Regions from separate parts of the Capsicum annuum genome. Here region 1 is linked to region 2. Evidence: chromatin contacts called from public Hi-C data. All regions are on one chromosome and are shown on one strand. Each heading gives the region's core, a stretch centred on a gene start, on an enhancer-like site or on the middle of the called end of the contact. The rest is flanking DNA. Distances are from core to core; before and after follow the strand shown.

The links. Hi-C and Micro-C count contacts between places; a contact is called where the count stands out from the background.
Region 1: a contact with region 2 is called in a Hi-C map of placenta, with 2.9 times the contacts expected there. The contact joins the promoter of LOC107843319 here to the promoter of LOC107843316 in region 2. A contact is called at or near these places in 2 of 5 Hi-C or Micro-C datasets (leaf and placenta).

Annotation. Positions count from the first base shown.
Region 1 is chr10:167,374,979-167,377,990 of UCD10Xv1.1, forward strand. It overlaps LOC107843319 (ATP-dependent zinc metalloprotease FTSH 10, mitochondrial), which reads left to right and starts at 1,587. Exons shown (of 8, transcript XM_016687556.2): 1 at 1,587-1,872; 2 at 1,958-2,183; 3 at 2,270-2,344. The coding sequence starts at 1,828.
Region 2 is chr10:167,221,702-167,224,785 of UCD10Xv1.1, forward strand. LOC107843316 (protein FAR-RED-ELONGATED HYPOCOTYL 1-LIKE) reads left to right here and starts at 1,373. Exons shown (of 3, transcript XM_016687551.2): 1 at 1,373-1,751. The coding sequence starts at 1,711.

The DNA.
Region 1 (3,012 bases), core at 337-2,836, 150 kb after region 2:
AACAATAACTTTTTTGACACTAAATAGCTTTGCATGTTGAATTGCGGCTGCTTCAAGAATGGTGAATTTTTTGAAAAATCGATTTTGACTGGCAAAAATTCACTTTGATTATGCGAAATAGACTTACCTTCAATTACCTTGTTCTTGTTCTTTGATAGTAGAGATGGGGTAAAGTACCTCAAATCAAACGAGGGTCTAGATAAAATAATTGGACTATTTTGTTGTATTAATCTAGGACTTTTTCTATTAGGGGTAGAATCAAATTTGTATTTTTCTGACATGTCTCAAGAAAAAAAATCAAACTAAAGTGAAGAACTATCAATCCAAGCTTATGAGTGAATGTTGGGAAACAAAGTTTCATACGCATGAAACTCAAAAGAAGAGAAAAATAAGATGAAAAAGGTAAAGAGTGAAGACTTTTAATGGTAATGAAAGACTGTCAAACTTGATAAAGTGTAGAAGTAAGTTAATTATTAAAGTTAATAAAAAGTTAAAAATCAAGTATCAATGTTAAAAAATATATTTACCATATTTGACTCCTTAAAAATATGAACAAACTTTAAAACTTAATTATTAAAATAAAAAAATTACTAATACCAATAATATAACTTGCAATAATTATCAAAAGACTTAATGAAGAGTGATAAATGTTAAATTCTATAAATAAGAAAATAATATAAATAATAAATATTTAAAAATGATTTTCGGATATCTAATTAAAAAAGATTCTTCTAAAAAGTTGTTATAACTTGTAATTATTTCATTGGTCTAGTAATTATTGAAAAGTTTTGCTATAACTTGTAATAAACAATCTAAGTTTAGGGGAAAAAAAACTGTGTAACACTTTTTAAAATAAATAGCCTAAATTTGACATTTTTTCAAAAAGTGGTCAGTCGGGTATACTATTTCTACTTTATAGTCGTTTCCTAATTTGGGTAATTTTGGCTCATGTAGTTCAGCTACATTTCATATATAATAATGATACAGTCCATACACAATACTGATACAGTTTTCAACTTGGGTCATTCGGTCCTTTTAAAAATATTAAAAATAAATTTATATAAATTTTTTAACTGAAAAAATCTTCTGTTTTTTTTATTGTTTAAAAATAATAATTAAATATAATTATATAAAAACGGTATAAGTGTTATATAGAATATGTATCTTTATAAGATATATGTATAGAAATTATAGAGTTCTATCAAATATGTATATGTATAAAATATATATAGAAAGTGTATAAAAAATTATATAATTATTGTATAAAATGTGTAAAAGTAAGTACAATTATTGTATAAATTGTGTATCAAAACATTATAATTTTCGTATAGAATATTTATATGTATAAGATATGTATAGAAACCGTATAGATGGTGTATAGAAACGGTATAGAACAAGTCAACAAATTGAAATGGCTAGAAAGTGAAATTTAAATTTCATAACCATTTTTAAGGAAATAGTTTAATTTGAAATGTCGTTTCTGTCTTTTCCCCGTAAGTTTATTTAGGATATTTTTTACACGTCCAAAATGGGCTATCTGGAAATCAAAGCCCATAAAATGACCGGTCCATAATTGACCAAGTAACCGAGTCCGAGTCGTCTCCGATTCCCGGTTCTCTCCAACTTCTTCTTTCACTCCCCCTCTTTCCTGCTATTTTACTACTTTGATTTTCCTCATAAAACTTTTCTTTTTTCCAACTCAGCAATTTTAAATTACATTAAATATTATTACTTTAACTAAATTACATAAATTTAGGTTCAATTCTATATCAACTTTAGCAATTTGATACTTTTACATAATAAATTCATGTTCAGATCATCAATAAGATGATTCTTTCACGTATCAATCGTTCTCGCTCAACGATCAATAAAGTAAGCATCTAATTTCAGTCTGTAAGTTATTCTTTTAATTCGTGTTAATATTATTAGTATTGATGCGTTTTTTTTGATTGAGCAGGCACTAATTTCTGGCAATAATGGTGTGAGGTTTGTAATTTTGGATGAAGTAGCAAGAAGTAACGCGTGCATTACACGCGTCAATGGCGGGTTAGGTTTTGTGAGAAGTTATTTAACATCCATTGGAGCTGGAGCTGGAAAGGAGGGTGTTAATAAGGCATATTTGCAAAGGGCGTATTTTTCGGAATTCCGGAAGTTCTTTTGCAGCAATGGATCAAAGAAAAGAAGTGAGAATGAGTACTTACACATTTTGTTTGTTTGTTATTTCGAGTTTTGGTGATGGATTGTGGTTGTTGTGTTTTGATTTTTGTAGGCTATGAGAATTATTATCCGAAGAATAAGAAAGAAGTTCCGAAAGGGAACAATCAAAAGGCGGAGTCGGGCAAAGGTATGTAGTGCCTTGATCGGTTACATTTGATCTTATGTAACATAGGATGAAGTAAAATTATTTATGATAAAGTTATTGGAGTTTGCTAGAATGTAGAATGTGAAAATATAGGGAATATTGTAATTGGAACTGAAATATTTCAATTTGCGGAGGGTCTATCGGAGACAGCCTCTCTACCTCTGAGGTAGGGGTAAGCTCTGCGTACACTCTACTCTCCCTAGTCCACACTTTTTGGGACTACACTTAGTATGTTGTTGTACTCAATTGGAGCTGAGTTTACTTTTCCGAAAGTATGTTCCATATGATTAAGTAGAACTTTTGGATTACTAGAGGCATTGGTATTAGAACTTTCTGAAAAAACTACTAACAAATTGGTTAGAGATAGTTTGTTAGCGATCTAGATCATTTATACTATTTGAAATGTTAGAAAGCGGAGGATGCTTATGCCTGAATTGTGATGAAAATGTACAACTGGGATAGAGTTGGATTATACAACAACAACATATCAAGTGTAATCCCGCAAGTAGGGTCGGGGAAGGGTAAGATGTACGGAGACCTTAATCCTACCTTTGTGGGGGTAGAGATGTTGTTTCTGATAGACATAGAATTGGATTATAGAGATCAGATTATTTATACTATTCCAAATAGAGCTGGGATTGACAAGGGGA
Region 2 (3,084 bases), core at 123-2,622:
ATCATTGCAAACTTCTCATTTATATCAGTTGCATCAACCATTAAGGCGTTGACTTTTATTAAAATTAGAAAACCCATTGAATCTTCAGATTTACTAAAATTGATGTCAGCCTTAGGGAGTTCATCACATAGCAAGGATGTCAAGTTGCCCTCCGGGGTTACAATTCCAGCATATAAATGGGCTTACTATGTTTTGAAGTCCAAAATAATTTTAGATCGAGGCAAATATGGATCAAATTCAAATTTTGTATGATTTTGCTCCAATAAACTTTTATATTTCTACAATACATCTCAATTTTAATCCTGGATATGAAAAAACTTGGCAGGAAGTGATGCCCCAAATGAATCCTATCTAGAGCAAAGTCGAATTTCAATGTGTGGATCTTATCCGAAGCAAATTTAAATTGATCGAAATTTAATATAGATATCAAATGGTGGGAATTAAAAAAATGAGAGATTTTTAGGTGCAAATCAAATTAATCGGGTTTGGGTTCGGGATTGAAGGTGAATCGTAAACATGAAGTAAAAACAAAAGAAGATGCTACTAGTTAATGAGTAATGACAAAGGACAAGGGGGCCATCTTCCATAATCCCTCGTGGACTCGATGCTCCTTTCCTAGTCAGCTACCATGCACATTTGCCCACACTCCTTACTACACCGTGCTCAAAGTCCCCGTAGTTTTTTTATTTTTCAATTTTATTGATCGAACAAAAAAGACAGAGATTTGGATGAGAAACACCCTTCTTGAAATACACTTCTTGAAAATCTTGTAATCTCTAGGTTGCCAAATTGAGTATATCATTGCTCCATACAATGCTGCCGCAATCTCCATTTTAGCTTGGCCGCATCAATACTAGGAGTTTGGTGTGAGATATAAGACATAATAATTTTAGAATAAAATATAGAATTATTTTATCGATTGGTTGGAGGTAGTATAACTTAGTCTCGAGATTATTTTTTCTCATTTATATTATAGTAATGAAATAACTAATTTTAGAATAACTCTTTTTCGACCAAACACCCCTTAATAAAGTATTCTCTTTAAAAAAAATTTATATATAGTTTTGTATCAAGTAAATTACGAAAAAATAAAGTGAAACGGATGCAAGTAAAATAGAACCTCCTCTAAACCCTCCCCCCACCCCCACGCCCCCCAAAAAAAGGAAGTAGTGAAGAGTGCACGTGCTGCAAACTCGAGTGATGGAATTTCATAAATTTGGTACTGAGATAGATAATTGTACTGCCATGCCTCCAATAACCAACTAAGAACTAAAAATAAAAAATAAAAAATTAATACTCCAATAATTAAATTTTTTTTAATAAAATAATTTACGGGATAAAAGTAAAGACTGTGTATACATCATTTTTCCTCAAATTGCACTGATGAAATTATATTGAATGCATTATTATTGTTATTACAATCACACAAATATGTATAATATAATTCTTAAAATGAAAATTTAAATTCCATATACAGTTAAAAAAACTTCAGATAAATTAAAACGGAGTATAATTTAAGTGCAATCATTTACATAATTTGATGCAGGTATAGTGGATTATAATTAAATTCCAACTTCATCATATAGTATAATAATATAGTCTAGTGTCACCTTCACCCCCCATCTCCCCATCTACTTTCTGCATTCTCCCAATGGGTCATAATAATCCGTACACCTAAATTCCTTCATTTTTTTTCGAGCTGCAAAAAATATGGAGGATGAAGATATGCATATCTGTCCTCATATCAACAGGTTTTTTAAAATTAATTTGGGTCTCTTTTTTATTTAATTTATGTTTGTTAGTTCACTGCTACTTGGATTTTAGTTAAGTTTATTTGGCTTATTCAAGTTAGTCAACTAGTTGATGTAGTTGTATTTTTTGATGGATCTACTTTCTTTAGAGTTAGTTACTTTTTTTTTTTTTTTTTTAATTACTCTAAAAAGTATTAAGCTAGAAAAAAGATGGATCATCAAATTTAACTTTTATGCCAAGTATTTAAAATTTGGGTATTTTTCCTGTTTGTGAAATTTGAGAAATTCAGTTCCACTATATTTTCAAATGCTATTTACAGATATACTTCGATTCGTAGATTACGAGTAATCTAGTAGCTTAGTTGGTCGACTAAGTTGACTAAGTGACCTTTCAGCTCGTCCGTAGGTTCTATTCCTCATCTTATAATCCCTTCGCTACTCCCAATAAGAAGTGATCAGTAGATTATGCTGTTTGATTCCGGGCTATCTTTTTTTTTTTTCTTTTCAGCCATTTGGTATTTGGAACTCACTGGGCCTAACTAATCTAGGTTCGTTTTGCCTACAAATCATTTAAGGGGAAGACTTCCTACTGGGAATTGTTCTATTCCTAGAGCTCGAACCTGAGACTTGTGGCTGTGTTAAGGGTGGAGGGAGTTTGATTCTAGGTTATCAATACTTTATGAAGCATTCCGTGGCATTATTAAATGTTGCTCGGACTCTCCAAAAATGCAGTTGGTTGTGTGTCGGATTTTCCAAAACTAGTGCATTTTTTGGAGGATCCGACATGAGAAATTTGGAGAGTACGGTAAACAAAGGTATTACTTCAGCATCATTTATGCATCTCAAATGGATAAGAAAAGAGATGAACTATATTAGCAGGAGACTTACCAAGATATCTCAATTCCAGTGACTGAAATAAAAGGATATGTTTTTTCAAGTGTGACCGCAACAATCTTACAATCTTCTAGAATCAGCTTGGCATGCTTTCACAGCTTTTGTCCCTCAAATACCGAATATATTTGAAGCGTAGATATTGAAGCAAACTTATACCAATAATGAAAAGGAAAAAGTGAGAAACAAAAGTTCATACAAAAATGACGTCCTTCTTTTCCTTAATCTTCCAAGTCTTAATGTGAGAAACGGAGTCCATCAACAGTAGCCTCAACACAGTTGTGGATCTTAAGTTTTTGAACTCATTGAGTTCAGATGGAGCGTACTCAGTAGTATAGAGAAGAACAATAAAGTGCAGTTATTGTCATTGCGGTGAAAATGTGTATTGTAGCTCTTCCAAACTTAGTTTCAGCCTGTGTCAGTTTTGCACTTTCCTGTTATG